2 separate regions of the Ostrinia nubilalis genome follow, and region 1 is linked to region 2. The links are chromatin contacts, called in public Hi-C maps. All regions are on one chromosome and are shown on one strand. Each heading gives the region's core, a stretch centred on a gene start, on an enhancer-like site or on the middle of the called end of the contact. The rest is flanking DNA. Distances are from core to core; before and after follow the strand shown.

Region 1 (5,682 bases), core at 1,029-3,528, 260 kb before region 2:
TGGTTTGCTGAAACAGTGGCTTATAGGGGTGGCTTGCTCGACTTCCCATCGAGATGTGTACGAGCAAATTGAAAGCGTGCTTATCGGTGACCTGCCGTCAGTTTCGAGCCCGTGGCAGGCCTTTTTGGAATCAAATTCTATTGCTTATATCTTAGACGAACTGTCCACTTGCTAACAGCTATCCTACGAACATTTCTGAGCTCTTGCTGGACATCGATACCAGTCAAATGACGATTTTATAGAGAGGTTGACATGAAAAAACGGTCATCCCTCTGCGATGTGCACCGGTGCTGTTCAGAACTTGGTCTCGGGATAAAGCCACCAGTCTCCCGAAAGCGTCTTAAAACTTTCGAAACCCAGGACTGGCTTATGTGGAGCTGACGTGCGACAGCCTGCTGGCTGAGCTCTTCTTGCAATAGTGCAACGATTTGTGCTGCTTCTGAAGGTGTAGAATCCCAGGTAAAGTGTCAAATGAAGCGGAGATATGTAAGGATCCACGTGTAAAAGCAAAATCCGAAAACACGTGCTTTTATAGGGGGTAAATAGGCCGCAACTCGCGACGTATCAATGAGTTGATACATGTCTTTTTCCTTACTTTTTCACATTAACCGGGATATTTTTTTAAATACTGATGTGATTTAAATAAATTTGGTATCAATTTAAAGTTAAAAGTTTAATCTTTAAAATGGTGCCACTTTTTTTGTTACTAACAAATTCGTTAGTACACAAGATCGCGTGGAAACAACTTCATGTAAGTGATTCCATAGTTTTGCTCGCGAGTGTAGAATCGGCGTTAGTTTTAAAGGGTTCTGTACAACTTTTTTGAGCGTGTGTGTAGTTAAGCCTAGGCACAGACCACCGATTTTTGTCGGCCGATAGTTTAGTCGGGCAGTTAATTAGTATGGGCATGTATGGAAATGCGCACATTACACCGATTGATTCTTCATACAAAATAGAATCGGGCGAAACTATCGGCCGACTGTTAAAATAGTTTTATTAACATTCAACTAACTTGGTTCTTGGATTTGTTTTAAATCATTTCGCGCTATGACGCGACTAGTGAAGGGACTTAATTTAAATTAATTAATAATCACAACAAATGTGATTGCGTGAGTTATTTTCGGAACTTAAATAGTCGAACTTGTCAAAGATATTGTGTAATCTTTCAAAAGTAAGTTATTTGTGATTGTTTGGGTAATAAGCAGTCTAATTTAAAATGTTTGGAGAAACTTTGCCTAAAGTAAAAAAAAGTAATAAAAATCTGGACACAACTAGAATAAAATGAAAACTTGTTAGCCACAAACCAGTGTAGGCCAAACCACAGATATTTGATATGATTACTTGCAAAATGATCTAAACATGTAGGTCAATGAACTTTTCAGTGGGGTCAAATATTCTTATTGGAATGTAATACTTGGCTTATTTATTTACATATTTTATATGAGCATCAGACAAATAAATAAATATTTATGTAAGTAGGTAATTCATCAATATTTAAAAAAAATTATTCCTCTGCAAAAATGATTTTTGACTGAACTCAACTCAGATGACCATAATTTCCCAATAATGGTCATCTGAGTAGAGTTTCAGTCTCATCCTTAATAGTTATTATTATTATTAGTTCATAATAGTTTATTAAACATAAAAAATTAGGCGAATCATTGGAATTTTTGGATTTGAGATGCATCAATTTTTTTTTTAACAAGGAAAAAGTTGTGGGTTCTAATCCCTCCAGAGGAAAATTTGATTTTTCCAATTAGATTACCTAATATTGGAATAAATACAAAAGTTAATTAAACTTGATTAAGATATAAAATTAATTTCTATGCGTAGAACTCACCAATATTTCTTGGTGCGTGTGATTGCCTCGGTGCACCCACTGGACGTTGGAGGCCGGCAGGACCTGCAGCCCGCCGCAGGGGATCGTCACGTTCGTGCCTTTGTCTGCCGCCACCTCCCTGATGTCCACCTCCTCGGCCAGGGTCCAATGGAAAACTACACCATAACAACAACAAATTTATCTAGCTATACCTTGAATTTTTAATCATCAAAACAACTCGTAATTACCTTTGATTCCAAGGCAGAATACGGGCAGGATTATACGCTCGAGGAACATCCTACTTTTTCTACATTTAGACACTTGGCAAAAATATTTGAGCACTATCTAATGTAAAGTAAAAAAGATTTATTCCTATCTAATCGTTAACATCACACAAAATTAATTAAACGACGGAAGGCGAAAATATAGGAAATAAATCTCACAACAAACGTCCGCACTTCATTGATGAAAGTCATAGACTAAAAAAATATGAATGAATGTCATTAAAAATGTTGCCATGAAAAAAGTAAAAATGGTACACAATCTAAATCTAGCATACATGACAAGATATGAGCTCTTACAACGACGACCTTGAATGTGAATCAACCTTTGTGATGGTAAATGATTTATGGTAAACGCAATGTGGATCCGATGTTTGTTTGAGAAATTAATTTGTAATTTTTTTAGTTCGCTGAATATGAACTCTTGCTTTGAACATGGAGCTCACATTTGTTGCTTTGTCACAACACTACCCATGACGGTGCTGCCATTTTTCAAATGACATACGTCAACGTCATGCACTATGGTTGGACAGCAAATCCATAGACAAGAATATAGATTTTCTTCGGATATGGCCGCTGTTTCGGCAATACAACACCTGCAATGTTTTGTATATTCATTTTTATAAAATGAATGAAGTGTTTTTTACTTATATTTAGTGTTTAGTGGACTGTGTACAATACTGTGATAACTGTAATGGATGCAGAGAGCGAGTACGAAATAAAGAGAGCCCGTGATGCAATTCAAACGATAGACACCATCCAGTCTATGATCGACGTTTCTGCTGATATTCTCGAGGGTTTGAGGACGCAATGCTCGACGAGCGCGGAGCTTACGCAGCAGGAGATCCGGACCCTGGAGGTAGGGCTGGTGTTGGATGTGGTAATTTATATTTGCGTTAGGGAAACATGCCCTTGAAAGTATTGAGAGCGCCAAGAGATTCAAGGACCTTTAGACTCCAAGGACTGCAGTCGGTTGCCAGTTTGGAGGCCGTTCGCAACGTATACGTAGTGACCTTGCTTTTACGTCTTCCCTGTTTTCTGCACACGTTTTATTCGCGTTTTAATCTCACATTGATTCAGTTTTAAATGTTGATATCCACATGAGCAGTAATGCTAAGAAATTGCAGCAATAGTTGGAATGGCATACTAAATAGAAAGTAGAATAATACTGAATACTTGATACATTCCTCAAGAGAGAGTTTACTTGTGCATTAATGCTGATTTTATAATAACTTTCTTTTAAATCTTTAATGGGTGTAATTACCTCTGTTAGATAATAGTGATTGATGCTTGCAATGAGTGTTCTCATTTATTTTAAGTTAATAGTTTTTAATTAATTTACTGTGAAAACTACCTAAAAATATTTATTTTTTATGAAATACATTACACAGGTTTTTAGGCTTTATTGTAATTAAATTTTACATTCAAGAATTAATAATGTTGCCAATGACTGACATAGTTTCTGAAATCAATCATATAAACAGCCATTTAGTATTAAGTGACTGCATCAAAAAACATATGGTTGGCCACACTAATGTTGTCACAATACACATGATATTGATCAATAACAATGCAATTAAAACAATTCAATGTAAATGTTTATTGCTGTCAGTTTACATTATGGCCCCTGTGCCAAAGATTGTTTATAATCAATAAACAAAACATAATTAAACAATTGAGATTCCACTTATAAACACAATAAGCATTAATAATTATTTATCTTGATTTATAGCTTGTGGAGCAGAGAAAGAGTAATCAATTAGCAATTTTTAATACTCTGTTTATTTCCTCTGTAACATATTTAAAAACAAGAAGTAACGTAAAGAAAATAACTTACATGAATTTGGTGTCCCAAATGCCTATTTCCCAATGTAGGCCAGGGCTTTCTTTATACAAAACATTTTTATTTATTTTATTCAGAACAACAAACAAACATTAGGATATTCACAAATAAGCTAAAGTTTAATTTTGTACTATTTTTAACAGGTTTCAATCTTTCAATGGCTTTTTAGTCGGAAAAAAGTGATGATGAATATCATTGTGTATTGTTCATGTCATAGAGGATAAAATTGCATATCCCACTTGAATTCAAATACCTGTATGTGTTGTCACTCTGCCTGTCTTAGGATCATGAGTCACCGTCTAATTAAAACAAGTGAATCTTTTCCTGTGTTCGGATTGTATTCAAATTTTGTTTATCATACAAGTGACAAATAAATTCCACGAATTTAGGCATGTTTTAGTATTACAAACCTTATAATGCTGTTATTAGAAGTGTGCTAACTTTACTATTAAAGTACACTAACTTCAAAATGAGACCAAAATATGGTGGGTATTTTAGATGAGGTGATTACCTAAATAATATTAATGTGTTAGAAAATTAATTCAAGTAATTTACCACATGTCATTCTTATGGAGTTCAAACTCTACTTGAACAGTCCATTGCCATAAAATAATAGTTTTTTAATAATAGATTTAAACTTTTACTTTTATATCTCAGTTTTGTGATGATATAACATCCCTTTTATGCATCTAAAGCCTCCATTGCACTGAAGTGGTTGTATGTCAAGGTAATAAATTGTGCAATGCAGGTCATGGCCAAAGCTGTCACATGAAGGGATGTTTTTCTGGAAGACTAGGCTTTGAGCTTTTGAGACAGAAAGTTGATCACATACTTGTAATTACATTAATGCTAATCGAAGTATAGCAATTATGCAGTTGTATGAAACTTTTTTAAATTAATAAATGAAAAAGATATTTTTTTGTGAAATAATTTTTATAGGTAGTTCTACTAACTTTATACAATTTGTTATTGGAGCCGCGTGTCTTTTCCTGGATTGCAAAACAGTTTTTATGCTGCAATTGACACTTACTTTAAATCGTCTGCTTTCCCCTTTAAATGATTATGCAATAAAGTTTATCAAAACAATTTATTGTGGATGAGTAATACGAATCCTTGGAGCCCTTTACACAGCAGTGGACATTTTGCTGAAATGAACAAATACAGTGTGAGTCACGTTAAAGTGTACATATGAAAATAGATGAAACTAGACCTATTTTTATCGACAAAAAAGAGGTCAAAAAATTTTTGAGATTTTATTTTTATTTTTTATAGAATTTTTTTTCTTCCAATTACTTATTGTAAAGAAAACGTAATAACTTTTAAACTAAGCGGTATATCCTGATAAAATAAAAACAGTAATAATGCTAAATAACAGGCGATACTAAAAAAATACATAAAATACACAAAAAATGCCAACAAATAATAAAAAGTGATACTTTTTGAAAAAAATCTGCTCAAAAATTCGTGTTTTTTTGGTTATTTGATAAATTTCTCCAAAAAATGCCCCTATAACAGGTGGTTTTTATTACTTTTTATTATTCTCTATCGTATTATCTTTGTAAAACCAAAAATCGCATGTCTCTATCCCTATCACAACATTTGCTATGAACGTTTGAACAAAGGCCTGTCACCACATTATTCTCCGCTACAGGTAGAGACAATTTTAATTTTAACTAAAATGCTTATTTTACTTCGAAATTTTTTGTTTTTATTTGAAATCTAACTTGTCTTTATCAAAA
Region 2 (5,494 bases), core at 2,400-4,899:
TTATATTATTCTTACTTAATAGCTGCTTTATCGGGGTTTTCAGGTATATCTCACAAATTGGTGCAGAGGAAAATGTTATGACCATGTAAAGAAAAATGAAAAAGATTTCATCAAGCAAGATTGAATAATGGAGATGTTTCCAATTTTTTTCTTTAAATAAACTTGAAATAAATATAAGTAAAACTAATAATAATTGTGAAAGAATCATGAAAATATCTCTACAAATGAATAAGTTACAGGGCCCTAAAGTTGCGCATAACTATTCACGCCATTTTGATCGGTGTATTCACGACAGTCATTCGGAGTACAAACAGTGAATCACCCCTAATCCGGTGCTGTTGACAGATCCATTTTTTTTAAATCTAGCAGTTTTTAATTTTTCAGCTAGGGTCACTCAAGATTCTTTCTTAGTAAAATTTTGTAACCTTTTTAAATATCCCAGACTTGGCCATATACAAAAAGAACGGCACCGCCTGTTTCAGTTCCACGCGAAAATATGTAGGTAATTTAAATAATTAATTTCCCAGACATTTCTTGATCGATTTAAAAAAAAATTCACCGTCTTTTTAGTTTTAGTATATATTTTAATCCCATTCAGAGAAATATAGTGTTTTTAACATCAGGAAACTTCTCCATTGAAATGCTGGAAGAGCAATTTATTTACAATACCTCTTTATCTTGATCATCTATTGAAGAACAAGAAATGCAATTGGAGTTCTTAGAATCGTTTTCTAGTTTTGAATGAAGTAATAAGTTAAAAGTATGATTCATAATAAAATTAGTTACTTAAAGTAATATACGATTTATTTATTTTTCAAGACATTTTCCTATGTTAAAAACCCTATGTATAACAACATTCTTCATACACATTCCTACCTAAAATGTATACTCGTACTTCATGTTCATTAATATTAAAGTCATAAAAGTAAAAAATTAAACAATATCAAGATCGTTTATTCCAATTTCCCCAGTATTGCTCTCAACAAAGTTTATTTTCCCTATTTGCCATGAGATTCTGGTACACCTATAACATTTTTTCGACTTTTTAAGGACTTTTTTTTATTCTATAAAAGGTTCGGTTTCGGTTTCGGTTTCGGCCGAAAATACAATGAAACCGAACCTTCGGTTTCGGTTTCGGTTTCGGCAAAATAACATGTTTCGGTCGGTCACTAGTTTTCGCGTATGAAAAATCCGCCAGATGGCAATACGTAGACGCGAGGTCCAAATGCTGCATGATTGGTTATTTTTGACATGACATTGACAGATATGTCAAAATCCACCAATCACGCAGCCCCCACAACCACGTCCCGCCATCTAGCGGATCTTTCATACGCGAAAACCCTCATTATAAGGCAGGGATCTCCAAACTACGGCCCGCGACGCCACTGCCATCAATCCGGCCCGTGACAGCTTAAGACTAAGCCTATGTTTACATAGGTGGGCAGAAAAATTAAAATTGTTATGCCCTTGCAACATACCAAAAAAAATATGATGGCCCTAAGGCTTCAAAGTTTGGAGACCCCTGTTATAAGGCATGCAATTGGAGTATGAAAGTTTAATAAGGCTGCGTTTCCACCAGAGATGTTCGAGGATGCATAGCAAGAAATGTGTTTGTAAAGAACCAATAGAAGCGCTTCAGAAGCGATTCTATTATAATTCCTCACACATCTCTGGTCGCAACGCAGTGTGTTACTTTACTACTGTTTAGTCAGATATTTTTGAGGAATTTTCCTATTATTTTGAAGCTATTTAGTTAAGCAAATAAATTGTCCTTATAGCAGAAATATGGAATAAACCACAAACTAGCAGCACTTCAATTCAGTCACAATTGATTGTTTTATTAGTAAAACTTTTACGTCTTCATCCCTAATAATACATTTATAATATTTTTAGTATGTCAGAATGAGAAAAATACCATCAAAATCTTGCCAGTTTACAAGGTCTTTAGATAATCTACAACTCATTAGGTATCAAAATACCTACTTTGAGTAATTTATTAATAATTTTTAAGTAATTAAAAAACGAGTTTTATAAATACTTAACTATTTGCAGATATTAACTAATATCTTTGTTTTGCTGTTGTACTTACAAAATATCAATCAATCACTATAATCGGTATACTTTGATAAACTTACGTACATACAACAAAACCAGCAAAAATTACACAAATGGTATTATTTTTGTGGCACAATTTGTCCTAATTACCACATAAGTTTATAGAATTCTTTGTCCCATGAAATCAGAATTTATCAAAAATTTAATTAGGTATTTGATTGATATCTTGTGACTCAAAGCATACTAGCTTACCTACATTTAATTATCTCAATTTACACAATACAAGCTTGAAAGGTAAAAAGTACCACACAAATAAAAAAAAGTAACAAAAAATCAATTGACTGCTGTAACAAACAGTATGAGTAAAAACTTTGCAAATAAAAACTGAGCAGATTTCTGTTTCTTACAGCCCTCAAAATGCTACTAAGACATTTATTCGCCTGAGCTATTTCACAAAAAGGCCAGGAAAAGATGCATTTTATAATAGTTGGATATAACTGTGGATGTTATTCTTTATCAATAACATGCCAACCAGGGTGCCTTCAAAACTCTTTAAAACTTGCTCAACGTGTGAGGCTCTAGGAAAATTTAATGTTTCGCCTGTATGATACTCATTGGTCAATGCTTAGGTTTAAAAAGTATCTAACCAATTACTTTAGTTCCATAGCTTCCATAAGGGTTACCATAGCAATTTGATACATAATCCAATTCCATAGAAACATGTTGTTTAATGATAAAACAGAATTTTAGTTTTATATTGATCTAACAATGTTAAAAAGCCGAGCTATTTTCCGTGTAACCAGACTAGATATTTAACCTTGATTGTTGACATCACACGCATTTATTTACGCTACGCGGATGCCTACCTAAAAATTGCGCAATCATACATACTCGGCATTGACGACAAGGTTATGATTTTGCAAACAACGACTATCCTTGAGCCCCACAAAAATACCACACAAATGTTTAGACACCAAAGAACGATAAATACAAGTCGAAGGTCGGTTATTTACTTACGGGCTTCTATATTTCCGGCTTGATGCTTTTGGCGGGGGCGGCGTTCGCGACCGGCTTCTGCTGTGTCCTCGAGACATGGCTGCGGGCTTCGGAGCAGGCTCCCGGGAACCGTTGCGGGTCCTCGAACGACTCCTCTGAAATGCCCAAGCACGTCCATCGAGATTAAATATAGCAAATAACTAGCACACAACAAAATAAAACGCACGCGGCCAACGACTTCGTCGACGAACTAGATAAATATAGTACCTCTCGATCAGACATGATGTGTACGCCAATTTAAAGCACAAAAATAAAACAAAACACTTTTACAGTCTATTATTATCAGGGACTCCGCAATCCAATCAGATAAAATAAAATTCACAAGAGAACCAACGCGTTCGGCAAATTGAAAAAACAAGATGGCGAAAGCGCTCGCTCGGCTGCCTGGCGCGCGTTTGAGTGATGTGACAATTGGCATGCTAATCGAGAATCGATACCGGTATTTCCTAGTAGCTCATAATTCTACTGTGTGTTCTCTACTTTATTTTGCGTAGCTGTCAACTGTCAAATCGATCGAATGTCATTAACGTCATTGTCGTCATTCTCTTCGCAGCACATTTTGCATGCACGATTGCAAATGTGGCTATTTACTGTTTTAAAATCTAATTCCTCTTTCTTTTTGTAAATCATGACTGACACCGAGACCACCAATGGTCCCTCTGGGGAACAGCCCCAAGAGAAGACCGCGAAACAACTGAAGAAAGAAGCCGAAAAAGCGGCAAAGTTGGAAAAACTTAAAGCGAAATTGGATAAGAAAAATGCCGCGCCAGCTGTGCAGAAAGATAAGCCAGAGGTAATTATTTTTATAGCTCTTTTATCTTAAATTATGAATCTTCTAGGTGATTCACTCGGTCTATGAATATTTACTTAGCTGTCATACAATGTATGTCCTTGAAGGTGCTGTATCTTCTAAGGTTTACTTAGGTGGTCCAGTGAAAGTAAAACCTGCAATTGTTACTGCTATTACATCAGTAATTGCGGTTGCTCTCTAATGAGTAATACTGTGATCTATTGTGCAATTTGTTGAAGATTGAACAGCTTTCAAAACAATGGAATCTATATTTTTTGTAATTAAAGGTTATTTTCTTTATTAAAATCATTGTGATCACTATCATAATTAATTATAAATTAATATTTTCATGTTAACTTTAATTCACTTAGAAATGACTAAAAAATATTTTATTCCAGAAAAAAGCTAAAGAAACAAAAGAAAGTGCAGTGTACACTGGCAACACAGCACCAGGAGACAAGAAAGACATAGCTGGGTCTATGCCCGATGCCTACAGCCCTCAGTATGTTGAAGCTGCTTGGTACGCCTGGTGGGAGAAGCAGGGCTTCTTCAAGCCAGAGTATGGGGTAAGCTGGAACAAAATTAACTAAATACAATGCTCTATTCTATTTAACCCTTTCTATGGCTCTGGGGAATATATTGCCACTATAAATTGAATCAAATGCACTTATCATAAGATCAAAAACCAATGAATTTTTTTTACATGTTGTGTTGTAGAAGTCAGACACATTTTACATACATTTTAATGTTTTACGTTATTTGTTCCATTTCTCAGTACCTACAGCAAATTTATAGATGGTTCTAATATTTTCCCTCTAAAATGTGGATTTAAATATAGCCAGAAAATAATTTTGCATAGAAGTAAAAAAAACTAAAAATGTTTTGAAAGACTACTTTTCCAAATTGCCAGATTTCTGTTGAAAATAATTTAGAATATTACAAATATTTGTATTGTATGTTAGAAATTGTTATGTCATCGGCCCATCTTTTCTTCGGCCGTCCTAGGTTTCTTTTGCCTTTTGGGCCTTGCCATTTTGTTGTTTGATAGGTCCACCTCTTATCTTTATATCTTGCCAAGTAGGACGGCCGAAGAAAAGATGGGCCGATGACATAACAAACAAGGCAGGGAAAAATTGGATGCACATAGCCAGCGACAGGGAAAGGTGGAAAAAGATGGAGGAGGCTTTTACCCAAGTGGGGCCACAAACAAGAGATACAGATTAATTGAATCAAACTGTAAAAATGTGGAATATAAAGCTATAATAATAATAATAATAAATAATGTTAGAAATTAAAACTAAAAATTAGTTTAATGGGAGTTATAAAGCCTAATAAATAACAATAAATCTTGTTACAGCGAAAATCAATACTGGATCCTAATCCGAAAGGCAAGTTCATGATGGTGATCCCGCCCCCAAATGTCACTGGTAGCTTGCATTTGGGACATGCCCTCACTAATGCAGTCCAAGATGCACTAACAAGATGGCACAGGTAATAATTTTGTTTCTTAGATTTTTTATTTTTTGCAGCACCACAAGGCAGATATTTGACCGCAATAGCACCTGATTTTAAGTGAGATGCAGTCTAGAATGA

What was found. Hi-C and Micro-C count contacts between places; a contact is called where the count stands out from the background.
Region 1: a Hi-C map of whole body shows a contact between it and region 2, with 8 times the contacts expected there. The contact joins the promoter of LOC135075466 here to the promoter of LOC135075464 in region 2. A contact is called at or near these places in 2 of 5 Hi-C or Micro-C datasets (both in whole body).

The regions. Positions count from the first base shown.
Region 1 is chr10:15,131,831-15,137,512 of ilOstNubi1.1, reverse strand. LOC135075466 reads right to left here and starts at 2,278. Exons shown (of 6, transcript XM_063969906.1): 1 at 2,068-2,278; 2 at 1,841-1,995. The coding sequence starts at 2,116.
Region 2 is chr10:14,869,819-14,875,312 of ilOstNubi1.1, reverse strand. LOC135075464 (valine--tRNA ligase) reads left to right here and starts at 3,649. Exons shown (of 22, transcript XM_063969904.1): 1 at 3,649-3,904; 2 at 4,300-4,467; 3 at 5,259-5,392. The coding sequence starts at 3,740. It overlaps LOC135075337 (transformer-2 protein homolog beta), which reads right to left and starts at 3,505. Exons shown (of 8, transcript XM_063969767.1): 1 at 3,319-3,505; 2 at 3,073-3,206. The coding sequence starts at 3,333.